Regions from separate parts of the Mus musculus genome. Here regions 1, 2, 3, 4, 6 and 7 are each linked to region 5. The links are chromatin contacts, called in public HiCAR-type and promoter capture Hi-C maps. All regions are on one chromosome and are shown on one strand. The core of a region is the stretch at or near the end of the contact, and the rest is flanking DNA. Distances in the headings are between cores, read along the strand shown. Region 1 holds the start of Ak2 (adenylate kinase 2). Region 2 holds the start of Rbbp4 (retinoblastoma binding protein 4, chromatin remodeling factor). Region 3 holds the start of Azin2 (antizyme inhibitor 2). Region 4 holds the start of 1700086P04Rik (a long non-coding RNA gene). Region 5 holds the start of Ago4 (argonaute RISC catalytic subunit 4). Region 6 holds the start of Yars (tyrosyl-tRNA synthetase). Region 7 holds the start of C330020E22Rik (RIKEN cDNA C330020E22 gene).

What was found. Promoter capture Hi-C pulls out the DNA fragments that hold promoters and counts their contacts. HiCAR-type assays count read pairs that join an accessible place to other places.
Region 1: a promoter capture Hi-C map of pre-B cells shows a contact between it and region 5, with 5 times the contacts expected there. The contact joins the promoter of Ak2 here to the promoter of Ago4 in region 5. A contact is called at or near these places in 3 of 39 promoter capture datasets (hippocampal neurons, liver and pre-B cells) and 1 of 115 datasets of contacts at active chromatin or transcription factors (astrocytes).
Region 2: a promoter capture Hi-C map of hippocampal neurons shows a contact between it and region 5, with 3 times the contacts expected there. The contact joins the promoter of Rbbp4 here to the promoter of Ago4 in region 5. A contact is called at or near these places in 3 of 39 promoter capture datasets (hippocampal neurons and liver) and 1 of 115 datasets of contacts at active chromatin or transcription factors (astrocytes).
Region 3: a contact with region 5 is called in a promoter capture Hi-C map of pre-B cells, with 3 times the contacts expected there. The contact joins the promoter of Azin2 here to the promoter of Ago4 in region 5. A contact is called at or near these places in 4 of 39 promoter capture datasets (the C10 cell line, cranial neural crest, hippocampal neurons and 1 more).
Region 4: a promoter capture Hi-C map of liver shows a contact between it and region 5, with 3 times the contacts expected there. The contact joins the promoter of 1700086P04Rik here to the promoter of Ago4 in region 5. A contact is called at or near these places in 5 of 39 promoter capture datasets (the C10 cell line, hippocampal neurons, liver and 2 more).
Region 6: a contact with region 5 is called in a HiCAR-type map of astrocytes, with 5 times the contacts expected there. The contact joins the promoter of Yars here to the promoter of Ago4 in region 5. A contact is called at or near these places in 2 of 39 promoter capture datasets (the C10 cell line and pre-B cells) and 1 of 115 datasets of contacts at active chromatin or transcription factors (astrocytes).
Region 7: a contact with region 5 is called in a promoter capture Hi-C map of liver, with 3 times the contacts expected there. The contact joins the promoter of C330020E22Rik here to the promoter of Ago4 in region 5. A contact is called at or near these places in 3 of 39 promoter capture datasets (the C10 cell line, hippocampal neurons and liver).

Annotation. Positions count from the first base shown.
Region 1 is chr4:128,991,800-128,994,499 of GRCm38.p6, forward strand. It overlaps Ak2 (adenylate kinase 2), which reads left to right and starts at 1,425. Exons shown (of 7, transcript NM_016895.4): 1 at 1,425-1,637. The coding sequence starts at 1,545.
Region 2 is chr4:129,333,952-129,336,651 of GRCm38.p6, forward strand. It overlaps Rbbp4 (retinoblastoma binding protein 4, chromatin remodeling factor), which reads right to left and starts at 1,419. Exons shown (of 12, transcript NM_009030.3): 1 at 1,267-1,419; 2 at 546-693. The coding sequence starts at 1,282. Zbtb8os (zinc finger and BTB domain containing 8 opposite strand) reads left to right here and starts at 2,017. Exons shown (of 7, transcript NM_025970.4): 1 at 2,017-2,188. The coding sequence starts at 2,092.
Region 3 is chr4:128,961,014-128,963,713 of GRCm38.p6, forward strand. Azin2 (antizyme inhibitor 2) reads right to left here and starts at 1,442. Exons shown (of 11, transcript NM_172875.4): 1 at 1,288-1,442; 2 at 1,071-1,191; 3 at 350-546. The coding sequence starts at 454.
Region 4 is chr4:129,056,772-129,059,471 of GRCm38.p6, forward strand. It overlaps 1700086P04Rik (a long non-coding RNA gene), which reads right to left and starts at 1,382. Exons shown (of 2, transcript XR_868180.3): 1 at 1,017-1,382. It overlaps Rnf19b (ring finger protein 19B), which reads left to right and starts at 1,373. Exons shown (of 9, transcript NM_029219.2): 1 at 1,373-2,125. The coding sequence starts at 1,500.
Region 5 is chr4:126,532,008-126,534,707 of GRCm38.p6, forward strand. Ago4 (argonaute RISC catalytic subunit 4) reads right to left here and starts at 1,451. Exons shown (of 18, transcript NM_153177.3): 1 at 1,178-1,451. The coding sequence starts at 1,196.
Region 6 is chr4:129,188,615-129,191,314 of GRCm38.p6, forward strand. It overlaps Yars (tyrosyl-tRNA synthetase), which reads left to right and starts at 1,289. Exons shown (of 13, transcript NM_134151.5): 1 at 1,289-1,458. The coding sequence starts at 1,402. It overlaps S100pbp (S100P binding protein), which reads right to left and starts at 965. Exons shown (of 7, transcript NM_001379590.1): 1 at 928-965.
Region 7 is chr4:129,381,441-129,384,140 of GRCm38.p6, forward strand. C330020E22Rik (RIKEN cDNA C330020E22 gene) reads left to right here and starts at 1,279. Exons shown (of 3, transcript NR_151530.1): 1 at 1,279-1,525.

The sequences.
Region 1 (2,700 bases), core at 175-2,674, 2.5 Mb after region 5:
GGGTTGTAAACAGTTGCTGACGTTACCTGAGTGCCGGGCACCAGAACGCAGGCCCTCACACTTGAGTGCTAGACACCAGTGACTGAACTTTGCCCTGCCCCTTAGTTCACAGTGTTACTTGTAATCCTGTGACCATGTAATTATATAGTGATCAGCTCTTACTTCCGCTTCCGGTCTTAAAAAGGACACAATAAACCCCTGCTTCCTTCAAGGCCACTAAGAGAACCCAACCAGATCAAGCTGGCTCCCATGAAAATCCAGGATGAGCAAGAAGTATGAATGTTAGTTTCTCTTTTTTCATTTGAATTTATTTCTTATTTTCTGTGTGTGAACATATATGTACGCGCAGATATGTGTACCACAGCACACATGTGGAGCTCGGTGGACAACCTGTGGGAGTTGGTTCTCTTCTTTCTTTCATTGGGGGTGGGGTCTTGTTAATCAAACGCAGGTCCTCAGAGTTTGGTGGCAAGTGTCTATACTAGCTGAGCCATCTGGCTAGCTGGTTAACATCATTTACCACTAGGGTGTAGAAAATGGTTGCACTGTGCCTGTGGGGCAAGAATGGTTTCCTAATCACACTTGCACTTACAGTTGAGAAAGGCTCCTTTGGGACAGGATGAAACTTTGACACACCTAAAAGCTGGCGACATCATTGCCTTGTTCAAGACAGGCTCATCTCTCTGGATAAAAACTGTCTTTCTGCTGACTTAAAAGTCAGGAAGGTTGTCTGTGTTCATATATGCATATGTGTTTTATTTTTACAGTCCTGGGGATTGAGCCCAAAACTTCTGTCTCTGTACTATAGCCAGCCCCAGCTATCTTCATTTTCATTTTGGGACAAGGTCTCATTAAACTGCCCAGGCTGGCCTTGAATTCACCGTCGTGGCCTTGACAAGCTTTAAATGTGATCTTCCCAAATAGCCAAAGTTATGGTGCTGTTCAATGGGGGTGTTCTGGAGGGAGAGGGTGTCAGATTACAAACTTGTTGGAATTTACTTAACCAATCTTATTATTAGACATCAACATCTTTGTCAGGAACTCATTACATATTCCTTGTTTCTGCCTTTGAATTCTTGGAAGTGGAATTACTGGTCCAAAGGTTACGTTATTGCCAATTTGTTTCCTGGGAGTGATTTTACCCACTTACACTCTCACAGGCAATTTTACGGGGCTCAAACAGAGACTCTGGAGTTATTAACTGTCAAAGGCCAAACTAGAACTTCACCCGCTCCAGGCTTCCTTCTCGTTTTTCCCGCCCACTCCATACACCAGCCGAGAGCCGCACGCGCTCTGTTGCCCCAGCTCTTCCCAGGCTGGCCCGCCTCTTCCTCGTTCCCAATTCTGCCCAATCGGAAACAGAATTTTCTTAGTCTCGTCGTACGATTGGTAAATGAAAGTGCCCGTCAAGTTCGGGGGCGGGTAGAGAGGGTTGACGGATGCGGCGAGCGACCAGTGTGAGCCCGGAGTAGGATGTACGCTGGCCTGGAAGCGCTAGACCTGTGAGGTGTGCGGCTGGCTGTTGGAGTGAAGCTTTGGAAGACATGGCTCCCAACGTGTTGGCTTCCGAACCGGAGATTCCGAAGGGCATCCGGGCCGTGTTGCTGGGGCCGCCCGGGGCTGGCAAGGGGACGCAGGTGAGTGTCGGTTCCGTGTCGGGCGGTGGAGCCCGAGAAGCTACAAGGTCAGGGCGGTCGGAGAGCCGGAAGCTCCTTTCCCGCCCCGGAGCTGGGTGGTGAGCCCTGGCCTGCAGGGACCCTCGCGGGGTCTCCAGTTGTGGCGCGGTGTTTAGGGGAGGGTCCCAGTCGCAGTAAGGGGGAGGCTGGGTGGAGGTTCTTGGGGGAACCCAGGATCGTGTTAGGGCATCCAGGGACTGTTACTTGAAAATTGTGAAAGGCAGGGCGATCCCCCAGGCTGAAGCTCTGGATCACAGGCCCGAATGGGAGAAAGCTTTGTGACCAAGTCGCCCTCGGAGTTGAGAGCGTATTGCCCTGAGTCAGGGATAATTTCTAGGCATAAGGGGGTGAAACTTTTAATTTTTTTAATGGCTAATGATTAGGGGTACTAAGAAGTCTCCACGTGGGGCAGAGTGGTTACTGGTGTATGCCTATCGAGGCGTTCTGCCAAGAGTGAGGCATGAGCCGCGGGAGCCACCAGTGTTGTTGGGGGTGGGGGGATGGGAGAAAACCTTTCCAGCTGGCCAGAAAACTGGAGGTGAATGTATAGATTCGGTTCATAAGCCACGGGCATCATGGGGGGTTGTGAGTGGGGCAGGGAGTGCTCATGGAGCAGCATGAGATGGCTCTGATGGTTGTAATTGAGCAATTGAGGGCCGCTAACGTGCTAGATCAACAGGTAAGAAAACAGGTGTAGAGGTCCAGTGACTTTTCAAAGTTAGTGAAATCGGTTTCACAGAGGCCTCAAGGATTGCCTTCTGCCCCACTGCAGAGCCTCCCTTGCTTGGCATCTGGGCCATAGATCAGGGCTGGGATTTATGCTGGCACGTAGGGCTTGGAAGCTCATATGGTGGGCCGTTGGTGTCACTTTCTTGCCCAGCCTTTGGCCACAACCACCCACCCCTCAACTCTACCTCCCCATCAGACCCCAAGCTTTGATGATCACTATGCTCTAAAGAGGGAATTCTTTCAAGGTTGCGTTCCCAAGCAAATGAGTGCTGTCCTCCCTCTTCACAGCACTGCT
Region 2 (2,700 bases), core at 169-2,668, 2.8 Mb after region 5:
GCTATTTATTAACCTTATAAATGACTTGAGAAATCAAATGTTTTGTTGAATAAACTGGACCCAGAATAACTTTTGAAAACGGTCAAGTTTTATATTACATGGCCAACTCCAGTCTTAAGAATGGCTATTCAACTCCATGCTGAGGGAAAAAACAAAAACAGGGCTGGAGAGCTGGCTCAGCGGCTAAGAGCATTGACTGCTCTTCCCAAGGTCCTGAGTTCAAATCCCAGCAACCACATGGTGGCTCACAACAATCTGTAATGGGACCCAATGCCCTCTTCTGGCTTCAGTGTATTCATACAAATAGAGATGACTTAAAAAAAAAAAGTAAAAGAAAAAGAAAAAAAAAAATCAAACAACAACACAACAACAGAGCATGTTTTCTTTGCAGGGTAAATTACAAAATGATCTTCTGTTTTTGACATTATTTCTAGTCGAGGAAAATAAATAGTACTCATAAGCTCTGATAATGTCCCCCCTGAGTGACTGGAGGGCAAAAAAATTAAAATATATGAACTATCAAAAATATTCAAGATTCGCGTCACCTGGTCACATCTGGAAGCCACTGGGCAGTTAAGCTGGGCCACTCCAGGGCATGGGTCATCACCAAATCATAAAGAAAAGGGGTGTTCTTCTTCCATATTTTGTACTCCTCGTTGATCACCCGTTCTTCCACTGCGTCGTCAAAGGCCGCTAAAATGTTTTTAAAAGACAAATCAAGTTAGCGAACGTAAACGGAAAGGGCACAAACCTCTCCAAGCCACCGGCGTAGCGCCCGGATTTTGACAACGAAATGGAGATTCATCTTAATCTCCCAGGTCGCGGGCACCAACGCCACTCTCGGCCGCGGCGGGCCGGAAGTCCTGGGGCCACCCCAGCCGGACACTCCGTTACTCCTTCGGGGGCCGATGGTGTCCAACCCCGAACGAAGCACGGTGGCGCGCGCCAAGTCCGCCAAACCCGGGGAGGAGACCTGCGCATCGAGCCTGGGGATGGAGAGCGGCGCCCCGAGTCTCGGCAGGCAGAGGGACCGGCAGGGAGCCTCGTAGTCGCCTAGGCCGGAGACCTGGCGTCGCCTCGCATCCGCTCCGGAGGAGCTGCTGCGCCGTTAGCCCGCCCCGCCGGGGAGCTCAGTCCTCAGGCCGGCGTCGCTGGGACGAGGCTCGCCAGAGTCGGGCCTGCTCTCCGTCTCAGGCCGCGTAACAGGCCACGACACAGCCCTACAAGCCAGCACCGTCCCTTCCGAGCCGGCCTCGGCACACTCACCTTCCTTGTCAGCCATGGCGGCAGGAGAGCCGGGAGGGGTTGGGGGATCCCGGGGTCGTGCGTTGCAGGAGGGGCGGGGAGGCTACGAGCGCTCCACTCCGCGCGCGCGGCCTCTATTGTTTCCTGCGGCCCGTGCGTAGGGGGCCGGCTCGCGTGCCTTCGCGCCAACACCGACCAATGAGAAAGCGCGGGTCTGAGGGGTGGGCGGAGCATCCGCCTCGCGGCCTATGGAGACGCTCGAGAGTCGTTTTCTCCAGAGTCCCGAGGCGCGCGCGCTCCGCCCCTTCTCTCTCCCCCACCCCCCACCACAGTCCGGAGACTTCCACGGATTGCGCGCGCGCCCCGCCTGCCGGGATGAGGCCCGTGCAGATCACGTGACATACACCCTACACGCTCATGCGCAGCCATCTTCTTAGCAGGCCGTTATGCTGACAACTCCCTCAGGGTAGCGAAAGAATTTGGAAGTGTTTCCGGGTCTGGTTAGCAACTCGGAGGGCCAGACGAGGAGAAAACGCATCACCGTTTAGACTTACAGGTGCCTAATTCAAGGTGGCGTCTTTTAACTGACTCCCTCGGTACTAATAGTGATGAGTGCAGGAAATAAGATGCTGGTCTCTAAAACATGTTATAAAAGCGGCAGGACCGAGCCTGGCAGCCCGGCAGCCCGGCAGCCGCAAGCGGGTATATCCTTCCGCGAGCTTGCAGAATGGAGTCCTGGTCCTTTTAGACCCGCTGCCAAGGGGGTGGGGTGTAGAGCGGAAGTTATGGCGCGGGGCCGAAGTCTGGCTGATGAAGGGCGGAAGTAAGAGTACCAACTCCGCAATCATGGCTCAAGAGGAGGAAGATGTTAGAGATTACAATTTGACGGAGGAACAGAAGGCGACCAAGGACAAGTATCCTCCAGTCAATCGAAAATATGAATGTGAGTAGGTGGCCCACATCTCTTGCATTCGGACAACCTGCGGCTTCCTGCTTCGCCCACTTCTTTGCCCTAAAGGTGCTCTGGCGTGATCACAGTGTGCCCCTCTTTGGACCCAATTTAGGGGGAAAGTGAAGAAAAAGATCACCTTACTAGAGAATGAAGAAACCCGAGGCCGTATCCCCTGCCCCCATCCATTCTAAAAGTCCATGTGTGCCTGAATCACACTTACCTTTGGGGATAGAGTTAAATGGTGTGGCGCTGGTCCAACATTTATCATTGTAAATTATACTTGTGCATTAGTTGTATTTTTAAGTGATTTCTGGGTTGTCCTCGAGTTTCTCCCAGTAGGGAATAGTGTGACCAGGTTAGAGTAATCAAGACATACCTTTTTCTGTGCGTGCGTGCGTGCGTACGTGTGTGTCCACAGCCCAAGATTGGATCTTATTACGTACTGCAACTTTTGCATCACGTTAAATTTTTTTGAAAGATAAAAATTTAGCCGGGGGCTGGTG
Region 3 (2,700 bases), core at 192-2,691, 2.4 Mb after region 5:
AGGAGAAGGTCCTGGGGGCTTCGGAGAGAAGAGGACCAACCACAAGGGAGGTTCTCCCGTGAAGTTCCTGGAGCTGGGTATGCCTGAGTGTAGAAGGGGAGAGCGCAAAAGGCAGGTACTCCGAAGTTCCCACCTGGAGTGCTGGGGAGACCGTGAAGGTGGAGATACTGTTCTTTTCTCAAGTCAGGAAACACAGGGAGGGCAGATGTGGGGGCAAGGACCAAGAATTGGAGATAAAGGGGACAATCTAGTAAATATCAAGTAAACAAATACCAATACCGAGAGAATGGGAGGTCTCCTACAGAGAAGAGGACAGGCAACCAACCCACACCCATTTCCATCCCCTCACCGAGGTGGCCTGGGAGGCCCCCAGAGTGAGCTCCTCCAGCAGATCCCGGGTGCTGAAGCCCTCCTCCACCATCACAAAGTCCGATTCACTCAGATAGCCAGCCATGCTGAGCAGGAGGAGCCCAGGGGCTGGAGGAAACCGCTGCCTTGGAGCACCGCTGGCTGCCTTGGCCACCGCCTTAGAAAGTATGCAACACACTGTGGGGAGAGGGAGATGGAGGAAACCGCTGGGGAACAGGCTGCATCCCTCACCTCCCCAGGCCTACGGTCCCTGCCCAGTCATGTTCTGTGCCCTTGCCCAAGCCTGAGAAGCCGAGGTTCGCTGGGAATGGTGAAGTTATGTCTGCTAGAGCCTCAATTACCCCCATCTGTTAAATGGGATTGGTTTGGAGTTCTTTTCCAGTTCTGAAATTTGAAATTGGAAGAAAAAAAATGTGGGGACAGATCTGAGAAACCTAGTTGGGGAAGTCTCCTTCCAATTGAAGGATTTCTCCAGTCCAGACTACACCTACCTAAAGGGCCAAAAAAAAAAAAAACAAAACCCGTGAGCTTGAGTTCGAGTCGGCTCTCTGCTTCATGACCTTGGGTCAGTTTCCCCATTTATAAAAGGTTGGTCCTGACACACTAAGAATGCTCTATGAGCCACGGGTGGGTTCTGTCCGCGGGACGGCTCTCTCAAGTGCAGGGCGGGGGTCCCGCACCCCAACCCCAGGCCTCCTTACCAAGCCCCGTCCTCCTTCGCGGGGGCCAGAGCCAGGCGCGCTGCTAGGGGGGGTCGCCGGTGACCTCGAAACTTGTGCAACACCCCGAGGAGGAGTGGCAATTGCGGAGCCGAGGCCCCTGCTGAGAGGAGGCAAGGGGGGCCGGGGGAAGGGTCAGCGCCCAAAGCCGAGGACGCCCGCTCCCCGAGGCTCCCCCCCAGCCATCTCCTGCACTCGCCTTAAAACGCATTTACACGGCTTCGGCCCATAGGTCTCCCCAGCGAGTGAATCGGATCCTCGGCGCCTCCGCTCGCTCGCTCCCCCCGGCTCCGGCCCCGCGGCCTGCGCCCCGCGCGCCCAGCAGCCACCGACCCCACGCCCCGCCTTGCGCCCGCCGCTCGCTTATATAAGCCCCGCCCTAGCCCCGCCCCGGTGCCCTGGCCCCGCCCCTGCCTGCTCCGTAGCCAGGGCAACCGGGTGCCGCCAGCCCATTGGTCGATTCGGACATAAAGCATTCAGCCCTGCGAGGCTGCTCCGCAAAGCTGCGCAGCTAAGCAAGCTGGCTGACTGATGTCCGCGGAGGTCCACGCGGGGAAATCCTTCGAATCCTAGGCGTCTACGTGGTCTGAGCCGCAGATCCTGCGTCCTGCGTCTCAAAAAGTGACTCCGGAAAACTTTTCTGTCCCTGGCTGAAGTCGATGGCCCCCTGCTCCTCCCCTGGTGAAGTTCTGGCTCCGCCCTTGGAGCCCAAACCTCTCCTGTCTTATTTTGTAATATGACCTTTTACTTAATCGCCTCTTCTAGGCATTTTAAACTCCCAACTCAAATGCCAGCTAAAATGTATTCAAATAGAATTTTTGTGGCTTCACGAGCTCGGGGTGATGCCTTCATTCTCAGAATCCACAAGACTCTGGTGAAATGTGGCTTCGACTCAAAGCATGTCTCCTCTTCTATACACAAATCCCTGTTCATCCATCAGAGTCCAGTGTAATATCTTCCTCTATCGGACCATCCCTGGCCCCGAAACGCAATGGGACTCACAGTCCTTGTCTCTGTCTGACCCCTCCCCTCCTTCCCTTGAGCCTTAATATCAGTTGCTGAGATACCCGCACCTGCTTTCCTTTTTTTTTTTTTTGCCTGATAAAACATCTCAGCTTTGTGCACTCCAAGGGCAGGGACTGAGAGCCGGGCTCCTTGGAGTGCTTAGCATGCGCAGGGTGTTGCTCAGAAGCTAATTCAAGAGTTCTCCGGGTAGAAGTCCGAATGCTGCTTGTCTCTGCGCATGTGGCTGCTGACTGGGAAGAGACAGAATGGAACCTTTCCGGTGCTTGGTAATGGTTACAGGTGTGTGTGTGTGTGTGTGTGTGTGTGTGTGTGTGTGTGCGCGCGCGCGCTCCTTGAGTTATACACATATGATTAATGCCCTGTTGTACCTGTTATGTATACTACGTTAAGAGTTTGCAAGTTTTAGCCGGATGTGGTGGCGCACGCCTTTAATCCCAGCACTTGGGAGGCAGAGGCAGGCGGATTTCTGAGTTCGAGGTCAGCCTTGTCTACAAAGTGAGTTCCAGGACAGCCAGGGCTATACAGAGAAACCCTGTCTCGGAAAAAAAAAAAAAAAAAAAAAAAGAGTTTACAAGTTTTAAGCCAG
Region 4 (2,700 bases), core at 132-2,631, 2.5 Mb after region 5:
ACACACACACACACACAAAGTCCTGGTGTTGTCAATTCCAGCCGTCATATTTTTCTGTCCTTCTCTTTCTTGGGTTCTTGGCAGCATTTGTCACAATTGACGGCTGACCACTTCCTCTTGCAAACAAATTGTCTTGGCATCTATGACATCACACCTGCTTGATCATCTATGACATCATACCTTCTTAGGCCACTAGACCCTGTTCTTAGTTTTCATTACCGGACATTTCTTCCAATGGGCTTCGTTTGCTGTGTTGTTGTAATCTCAAAAGTTTAAAGAGTTGCGGATCTGGTTTTAAGTATTGGCCAGGAAAAAAAAATCAAACAACTTACTATGTTCACATATCTGTTCCTACATTGCACGATCCCCACCCCCATCTCCTTAAGGCATGCTAGACAAGTGAATCACTGTAAGCCTTCACTGCCATTCCTTATTAATAACAAGACACTGTTTTTATCTTTAAAGAAAGATGCATCAAGATGATTGTTTTAACCAATGAGATTCAAGCAAAACTGGGCAGAACTTCCTAAGCAGTCTTCTTAAAATAAGACATTTTTCTTCCCACCGTTTGGAATATGGCAGAATGAGGTGAGCTTAAGACAGAAGCTTGAACTGTCGATCTTCGGACATATTTTTCATGGAAAGAAAATTCTCTATCATAAGCCTCCCTCTCTCATTTCTCTAAGCCAAAATCTAATCCTGACCTGGCTTTGCTGCTGTTGAAGGTATTTGCTTTTCTCATCACCAAGCCTAAGGGTCTTTTGTTAGAGGAACTGGGGAAGGGGGACTGAAAGAAACCATTTCTAGAAGCGAAATTGTTGGGCCTCTTTCTACCAACAGTGACTAACCAGAGTACCTGAGAGATACAGCTTAGGAGTAAGTTCACTAGTTGACAGAAAACAGCAAATGCTAGAATGAAAACTCTGGACTCATTCTTGAAGATAGGGGAGCCTGCCTGTCTTATCTAGAAGTGCGGCTCACTTTGAGGATCTTCAATGAGTGACTATATTCCTTACCACTTAATGGCTAGCATCAACAGAAATGTTGGGCGGTGGATCGGCGGGAATCACTACCAGATCAACGCTCGTCTTCTTTTTACAGACGAAATGAAGGCATCCTCATTGAAAAGAAGACCCCTGACTCCTGGACAAGGAACGGAGGGTGGAGCCTGTGCAAAATATGGCTGCGCCGGACCACCTGACCGCAGAAGGCGGGGCTTCGCCGCAGCCTGCAGGCCCCGCCCTCCAGGCCCCGCCCAGCTCCTCTCGCGGGGCCGCGCGGGTTGTGAGGTGTCTGAGGCCGGCGCCTGCGCAGTTGCCCGCGGCGCGCGGGGCGGAGGCTTTATAACCACTTCGTAGCGGCTGGTCGGCTTCTGTCTCTGGGAGGACTGCCGAGGCGGTGGCGGCGGCGGCGGCGGCCGGGGCGCCGGCTGGGAGGGGGCGCTGAGGCGGGAGCTACGGCGGCGCTGGGCGCCCCTGGCTCCTCAGCCTCTGCGGGCCATGGGCTCCGAGAAGGACTCCGAGTCGCCGCGCTCCACCTCGCTCCATGCGGCCGCCCCCGACCCTAAGTGCCGCAGCGGCGGCCGGCGCCGGCGCCTCACCTTCCACAGCGTCTTCTCCGCCTCGGCCCGCGGCCGCCGCGCCCGGACCAAGCCTCAGGCCGAACCGCCGCCCCCGGCTGCGCCGCCGCCGCCGCCGCCGCCCGCTCCGGCCCCGGTTGAGGCTCAGGCCCCGCCGGTGGAAGCTCTGCCCTCCGAGCCCGCTGCCGAGGCTGAGGCGGAGGCCGTGGCTGCCGGGCCGGAGGAGGACGAGGCGGCGGAGGGCGGCGGCGCGGAGGAGGTGGAGTGCCCGCTGTGCCTGGTGCGCCTGCCGCCCGAGCGGGCCCCGCGCCTCCTCAGCTGCCCGCATCGCTCGTGCCGGGACTGCCTCCGCCACTACCTGCGCCTGGAGATCAGCGAGAGCCGCGTGCCCATCAGCTGCCCCGAGTGCAGCGAGCGGCTCAACCCACACGACATCCGTCTGCTGCTGGCCGACCCGCCGCTCATGCACAAGTACGAAGAGTTCATGCTGCGCCGGTACCTGGCCTCGGACCCCGACTGCCGCTGGTGTCCGGCCCCTGACTGCGGGTGAGCGCGGGGGCGTGGCCGCGGGGGTCGTCCCGGGTGCAACGGGTGTCACACACCTTGAGGGAGGAGAGGATGGTGCCCAGCAGGAGGTAGAGGACGGACGATCACGAGTAACCGACCCTCAGACCAGCCTTGCAACCGGTCTGATGGCACTCAGCACCCTATACCTACTTGCTTGAGGTGGCTTGAGGTGGTGGCTGAGTGCTAAGAGAAGGGAACTGTCCATTAAGTCAGAATATCCGGGTGAGCAGGGGTTTTTTTTGTTTTGTTTTGTTTTCTTTCTCTTTGCCCAGGAAGGGAGAGGTGTGTGTATGTGCGTGTTATCGTAATGATTGAGAAGGAATATTTGTTATAGGAGAGAGAATGAAAATGTCCTACTGAAGGGGCCGCGCTTCCGAGGGGTGTGTCCATATGGCTAGGGGCGCACTTAGCAGCAGCATTGCAGAAGGCGTGTTCTTCCACACAACCGCTGCTGAAAGTTGAGATGCAGATGATGAGAGAAGGCAGCTCACTAACAGCTCTAGGGGCACCCTGGGCACTGCGTGCTGTGCTAAGCCACTGGCAGGCACCTTGTG
Region 5 (2,700 bases), core at 201-2,700:
GGCCTACCTCAAACTCACTTTGTAACTGAGACTGGCCTTGAACTCTGGAGCTCCCTGCCTCCACCCCAGAACTGTTTGCATTATGAGCATATGCCACCATGCCCAGCTAAGCCGATTTATTTTTTGAAGGCTTATGACATTTGACTATGTGGGCTTTTTAAGAAAACCTTAAGCAGCAAATAAAGATAGGATTTAATCGCTCAGTTATGTAAATATGTTCCAAGTTAACAAACCTGCAAAATTTCCAAATGCAAACAATAAACCTAATTTTCTATGAATTTTAAAAACATACAACTAAGTCTACTATGTAGACAAGGTTTGAATATGAAAACTAATTCCATCACTGCCCCTAAACCTTGCCCTACTTAGCCAAGCCATTAGCAACCTGTTGTAGGGCTTGAGACAGGAGCACAAGGCTCCAAACGAAGAGTATTCGTGAGAGTTTGGAAAGCTTCCTTGGGTTGGAGCAGAGAGCGAGAGAACCAGGGGCCACCCATAACCAGCAAAGAATCACAGTTTCAAAAACACTTTTTCGTTTGATTTTAACAGCCTCTGATAACCCAATTAAAAGGGAAGGCAGGGCATTGATGCCCTTGCTGGAGAGTATTGGATTGTCATTCCAGAGCACTCTGGGACTGACAAACTGACAGATACCAAACTTCAGAGTTTTGGAAAAAGAACGGACATTTCTCCCTTTGGCTTTCAGGGACATGAGTGAGTGGGTCTCTCCTCCTCATCTGAGGAACCAGATGCCAGTGCAAAAGAAAACAGGGATTCTGCCCCACACCAAGAAAACCCTTGACAGAAGGTAGAAGGCCTTCCAGGTTTGGGCCGGGCCTCGGCGTGCCCCAGACACACGGTCCCATTTGAGGCCCCAACTAGCCTCGCGGCGACCGTGGACAGAGATCTAAGGTCCGAACAGGTCTGCCCTACCCCGGGGAACTCGGGTCACCTCTTGAGCCTCCCTCCCTTAGACGGGTCCCGAATAGACCTAGAGTCTTCAGCTGGGGCGTGGTCCCCGCCCCCCAGGGACGAGGGCATGGGACCCCTTCCTTCCCGGGGCCTGGCAGCCGGCAGCCGGGTCCGCGAGCGGCGGTCGGGCAGCGACAGTCCCTTCCGCCGGTCTGTCTGCCCTCCCGAGCCCCAGGTCTGACCCTGGTCCGAGCGCGCTCCTCACCGGGTCCCAGCGCCTCCATGGCGGCGACGGGGGCCGCCTCGCTCCGGTCCCCAGCGCCTCCCGCTCCGGGCCCCGCCGGAGCCGCGTAACGCTTGCTCTCTGGAATATTGGCGCTGAAGCGGCGCCGCGAAGACGCGGGCCGGGGGCGGGCAGGGGGCGGCGGCGGCGCCCAGTCCGGGGACAGGGACCCGACTCTGTCACGGCTCTTCCGGCCTCAGCGACAACAAAAACAATCCCGGCCGCTGCCGCCGCCGCCGCCAGCTGGAACGGGAGCGGGAGGCGGCGCGCGCCCGCCGGGCGGGGCGGGGGCGCCAGGCGCCTGCGGTCCCGGGTCCCGGCTAGCGAAGGGGGCGTGCGCGGCCCCGCACGCGCGGGGTCCAGCGAGCCTGACCGAGGCAGGGGGCGGGGTGCGGCAGGGACGGGCGCGCGCCCGGGGGGCCGAGCCCAGAGGACGCGTCAGGCGCGCGCCCGCCCGCCCTTCCACCAGCGGGCCCGCTCGCCTGCGGTCCCGCACGCCGCTCCGCCGGTCCCCATTCTGGCAACCTTCCTCCAAGTCGCCATCGAAAGAGCTGGATTCCAGTCCTTGATGACCCACAGGCAGCAGCCCTCCACTTCGTCCTGAGACTCACCTTAGGAACCTGTCCTCCATCGCTCCACCACCACCAGAGATGACCCCTGGACACTTCAGGCACAATCGGTCCTTCAGTCACCTTCAGTCATTCCTCCTACTCCACCCCCACCCTCACCCCGGACACCACATATCCAGTCACCTTCCTTCCCTGTGCAGGGAAAGCAGGTTCTGTTCTGGGTCCCAAGACTGGTCAACATGTCACCAAGGCAGCAGGTAGCTCAGCGAGTCAAGTGTCCTTAAAGTTTCCATTCAGGACTTCCAGTTAAGACAGGACCATAGGCTGTCTGGTCAACTAAACGGGCAACGGCAGTCTATTAGTTAAAAAGGCACAACACTCTCATTCTAGTTTGCTGGGGCCCACCATTGGGTACCTCAGCTTAGTGCAATAGAAATGCGTTTTCTCTCAGTTTTGCACACCGACAGTCTAATAAAATCAAGGCGAGTTGGGGCAGGGGGTGTGATTTTTCTCCTTCGGTTGTAGAAATCTATCTTCTTGTGCTATCACACGGTCTTCCCATGGTAACTTCTATTCAAACCGCTCCTTTTTGTTTGGTTGGTTTTAATTAATTTATGTGTATGAGTATTTTTTGCCTGCATGCATGTGTTTGTGCCTGGTGCCTCCGGAGACCAGAAGACCAAATCGAATCCCCTCGAAACAGGATTACAGATAATGTAAGCTGTGTAGGGGCTGAGAATCAAACCTGGGGCCTCTGCAAGAGTATGAGGTACCCTTAACCACTAAAGCCATCTCTACAGCCCCCAACTTCTTTTTCTTATAAGGAAGATGGCTCAGTGGGTAAAGGTACTTTATAACATTGACAGCCTGAGTAGGAAGTTGGAGAGTTCAAGGCCAGCCTTTGCTACCAAAGAATTTAAGGCAATCCATGTTTTA
Region 6 (2,700 bases), core at 39-2,538, 2.7 Mb after region 5:
TTCCCACACAGGCCCAGGCAGCAGATTTTTCTAAACTGAAGCAACAGGTTTCTTTTACAAGAATAGTCTATTAAAGCCTGGGGCTCTTAACAACCACGGGGGGGTGGGGGGGGGAGGACAAAAAACAAAAAATGAGGGCAGCCGGTGAACTCCGTCCTCATTTGGTGGCCCTCTGAAGAAGGGCTCACCTTAGGTGTCTGCAGCATTCCCTGCGGCCCTGGATGAAACCCAGCAACGGTGGCCCAGGGATACCTTGCGAGGATGCCCGCGGGCCTCCCCGTCGGGAACACTACCCGCCCGCCCGCCGCGCCCAGGGCCTCTGCACTTCCCTCCTCCTCCCACTCGGGAGAGCGAGTCCTCGCCTCCCCGCGGATAGCGGGAGGAGCGCGTGTTCCCTCCGCGCCCCTCCCCCCAGGGGCGACCCAGGTCCCCCCGCGGGCTCCGCCAGGGCACCCGACCTCAGGGGACAGACGCTGACTGCCACATCTCGGCAGGCTGCGGCCCGCGGTCGCCCGGAGTGGGTCGCCCTCTCCCGCCACGACGCCCCGCGGGAAGCCCGCCATCCCCGCTCTCCCTAGCAACAGCCTCCCGCGGGGAAGGCAGGCACCGGGAGAGGAAGACCCCCCCCCCCGCCCCCACTGGCAGGGCCGGCGGCCCGAGGACCTGACAGCTCCCTTTTCCTCAGCGGGATGAGGGGCGTCACTCGCCCACGGATGTGGAGGTGGGGGGCAGGGACAACCTCCCCGCCCGCCATCACCTCTGGCGCGAGAAGCAGCCCTTCCCTCAGCGAGACGAGCTTCCCTACTCCTCACGGGGGCAAGACGAAGAACGCGGCCCTGTGGAGAAGCAACAGGCGGCCCGCCCCCTCCCCCCCGACCCCTCGCCTAGACGACGGGCGCCGACCCTTACGTCCCGCCCGCTCTTCACCTCCGGAAGCCGGGCCAAAAGCCTGGGCGAGCGGCAGCACCTCACTCCGCCCCCTGCGCCATTTTATCGCCCCCTTCACGACCTCCCCCACCCCGAGGCAGCGGGGCCAACACCAGGGGGAGGGCAAGCAAGCAGTGATTGGCAGGAAACCGCCCCGCCCCTGAGAGGGTGCGTCATGGGCGGCCTTCCTAACCCCGCCCCCCAGCTCCACCTACACTGTTTTGGTTTTTTTTTTTTTGGATGGTTCCGCCCCTTCCTGTTTCATCGATTCTTTCGACTCTCTGCTGCTCCTGACTCGGGGATGCTCGGGGAGAGGAGGGGACAGACAGAATCTAGGCCTAGCAAGCGGAGCGACGAGCTCAGCTGATGCAACCCGACGGGACTAGCGTGACAGTTCCCGGCACGCGGAGACGACGGCGAACGAGGAAAGGGCGCGGGTGCCGGCTGAGCGCGGGAAACAGAGACAGCGGAGCCATGGGTGATGCTCCAAGCCCTGAGGAGAAGCTGCATCTTATCACCCGGAACCTGCAGGTCAGGCCTTGGTGGGGGGTTGGGATGCGCCGTTGGGTACCGAGAATTTGAAGTCCCATGATTCCCGATGCCAATCCCTAAACGAGTGGGGCCGCGGTCTCCGCGCCTGGGCGGCTCTACGGCCCTCTCTGCTAGTTGATCAGTCAAGCAGCCATTCTCAGGGTGCAAGAGAAACTCCAGTGGGCTCACCCTTTGTGTGCACGTAGCTTGTGCTCCAGCCATTCCTGGGGCTGGGAACCTCATTCCACCCATCCTATTCCATGCCGGGAGCACTGCTAGGCTCTAGGGAGTCAGGGCCATGTCTTTCCAGGACTCTGGCGGAGAGAACCGGAAATTTAAAAGGACCTATAACCCAAATAAAACACGTACTGAAAGTTCCTATGACTGAAGTTCTGAAAAGAAATAAGGGGCGAGCTGGCCGAAGAGATGGCTCTGAAATGGAAAGAAAGTACTGCTCTTACAGAAGACCCGTTTTCAGTTCCCAGCACCCATGTCAGGTTATTCGGTACGGCCTGTATCAGGGGATCTGACGTCCTCTTCTGGCGTGTGTGTGTGTGTGTGTGTGTGTGTGTGTGTTGTGTACACGCGGGCGCTGAGAACTGCATTTCAGACAGGGAAGACCCAAGGGGAAGCAAGAATATTGTAGAACAGGGAGAAGGCTAGGCTCAGCTCCGTGGTAAAGCATGAGTAAGGCCCTGGACTCAGCCTTCAGTGCCCTCACACACCCTTTGTCCAAGGACACTGATTTAAATGGAATAAAGCAAGCACAGTACTGCTCGGCCACCACAACTCCCTGCCAACAGAACCGTTTCCATCCCTGCCTGCCCGTGCCTCTGATGTTCCTCCACAGAACCTATTGCTGTCCTTTGACATGTTCTCTAAGGAGAGACAGGTAGGAGCCAAGTCATGAGGGGCTTGTAAACTTTGTTTTACAAGCCAGATAAAGACTGGACTAGAATTACGCTAAGGGCGGTTGCACCACCAAGCTATTTTTTTTTTTAAATTTACCTATCCTGGGTGTGGTGGTACATGCTACCTGTAATCTTAATACCTGAGAGTCAGAGACAGGGGGGTGGCTGCAATTTGGAGGCCAGCCTTGTTTACATAATGAGTTCCTGGCTAGGTAGAGCTCTATACAGAGACCCTGTCACTAAGAACATTCATTCACCTCTTCGAAGGGTACATTTTAGTCAGTTCTTGTATACCCACAAGGTTAAAGTTCTAGAATATTTTTATTCCCAA
Region 7 (2,700 bases), core at 29-2,528, 2.8 Mb after region 5:
GCTCCCTGCCTTCTCCACATTTTCTCTCTCCCTGCGGACTTCCGAATTTTCTCTTTCTCTTCCCCGTCCCCTCTGTCTCCCTCCCTATGGTGACTTCCCTGTCTCATTCCTTGGGACCAGTGAACCCACCCAAGAGCTGCCCCCTCAATAAACCTGCCTTTGTATGATTTAGCTGGGATTGGCTGATTTCATCAGCAGAGAATAATTTATCAACCTACTAAGTGCAAGGTGTTTCTTGTTGTCTCTTGAAATACAATAGTGAAGCCGGGCGTGGTGGTGCATGCCTTTAATCCCAGCAGAGGCAGGTGGATTTCTGAGTTCGAGGCCAGCCTGGTCTACAAAGTGAGTTCCAGGACAGCCAGGGCTACACAGAGAAACCCTATCTCGAAAAAAACACAGACAGACAGACAGACAGACAGACAGAAAGACAGTAGTGAATAAAAACTCTTAGCCCAGTAGGGCAATAATCCAGCTCTCAAGAGGCAGAAGCAGGAGGATCTCTTGCAAGGATCCGTGATTAGCAGAATAATGATACTGGAGACTCAAATAGCTAGCGTGTGCAAAAGCAAAGAGTTTTGTTTTGTTTTTTTATTCTGCAGAAGTCCAGCATGCAGGGGTCTACCATTTACCAAGATGGAGACACCCATGTGAGCGCACAGGCACAATTTAAAGCAGATTAGAATTCCTGGGGGGGGGGGGGATGACCTTTATCTTGATTGGTTGGCTCGATCTCTAGGAGTATGGGTGTCTTTGGGATTGGCTAGGGCTCTGGAGACTTCCCAGAACTGTTGGGGGAGCCTGGAAACTGTTGCTGGGGAGCCTGGAAACTGTTCCTGACTCTTTGCTCTTGCGGTGGTCACGTGGTACGGCGGCTTCCGATGGAGAGGCAGCTTCTGATTGGCTGCCCCGGGCCTGGTATTATTATTATTATTTTTTTTTATTTAGTAACCGACTTGAACAGTCTTGCCCAGGCCTAGAAATTTAGGTCTAGTCTCCACAACTACCAGTTTGAAGCCTGTCATGGAGTCAGCCTGTCTCGGTCCTCTCTGCGTTCCAGGCCAGCCTAGTCTACAGAGCGAGTTCCAGCACAGCCAGGGCTGTTACACAGAGAAATCTTCTCTTGAAAAAAAACACAAAAACAAGAGTCAGGCATGATGGTGGTTGTGTAACTGTCCCTCTGGGATTAAAACATTCCATCCCTCAGGGAGTCAAGCAACAGAAAAATAACTTCAAGAACTCCCTGAAACTGGACAGATTCCCCAAGTCCCTCCCTGCTGCAGGAAGCAGAGCTGAGCTTTACAGACTCAGAGCAGAAGAGCTGTCCTGAAGAGATGTAGTTCAGTGGAGGTACCAGGGAAAGGACTCTCTCCAGCCTGCAGGCTGTCACTCCTGCTGGCTGGGCCTGGATGGTGCCTGAAGGCTGCAGTGGGCTCCTGCTTTCCCAGCTCCTGTGAGCTTTCACTCCTGTTGGATGGTGCCTTTCAGTCATTTCTGCTGCTGTAAGTAGCCCATCACCCACATTCCTGTAAGTAACCCCAATGAAGTTCATTGTTTCACCAAGCTGGACTCTGGTGGTTTCTGTACTTTAGCCTGTCATGGGTTTCCTATCTGGGTGGGTAGAGAGGAGTATGCTGTGTTCCCCAGGAAGAGTTTTTGTCACACAACAGTGACACACATCTTCAATCCCAGTACCTGGGAGGCAGAGGTAGCCAGAACCACTGTGGGTTCAGGACAGCTTGATCTACATAGATAGTACCAGCCTATCGGGACTGTCAAAAAAAAAAAAAAGAAAAAGAAAAGAAAGAAAGAAAAGGAGGAGCTTAGAAGACCAGTTTATGTTGTCTGTTTGTTTAGTTTTAGTTTGGTGGAATCAAGAGAGTCATAAAGACAATAAAAACCAGCTTGGAGATGCTGAAAATGAGGTATCTCTGTGCTAGAGGCAGACATCTTCATCCTTTCCTTATGTGTGTCATACAGAAGGACATCTTCATCCTCTCTGTTTGCATGTCCTCCAAAACCCATAATTTTGAGAATTCTTTACCTTGTGGTTAACTGGTAGGAAGTAGAGCCTACCTTCTGCAATAGAATATGAAAATACCAATGGCTCGATTTCCCAGAATTCCTTGCAGATACAAAGGCCATTGTGTACACTTTGACAATCAGATGTACCACTTTGAAGAGGGAGTTACAACACCAATACCCAAGAACCACAGAGGACCCTTTCCCAGCAGCAGCGACAGTTACAGCAGTAGCTCCGGGTGCCATGGGACCATGCCTGGAATGGTATCACCATCACCTCGGTCCAATGCTCTTGTGCTGGCTGGCAGTCCCTGGTTGCCAAGAGCAGTGTTGGTGTCCTCTCTGGGACAGTTATGCTATGACTTTGGCTATTGTTCCTGGCTGCCTTCCATCCTTGTGTTTGAACTCTTCCTGTGAACTTCTAATATAAATTCATTTCTGCTTAAGTTAGAATCTTTTTTTTTTTTTTAAAGATTTATTTATTTATTATATGAAAGTACACTGTAGTTGTCTTCAGATACACCAGAAGAGAGCATCAGATCTCATTACGGGTGGTTGTGAGCCACCATGTGGTTGCTGGGATTTGAACTTTGGACCTTTGGAAGAGCAGTCGGGTGCTCTTACCCACTGAGCCATCTCACCAGCCCCTTAAGTTAGAATCTTAATAAGTAAGTTGTTTGA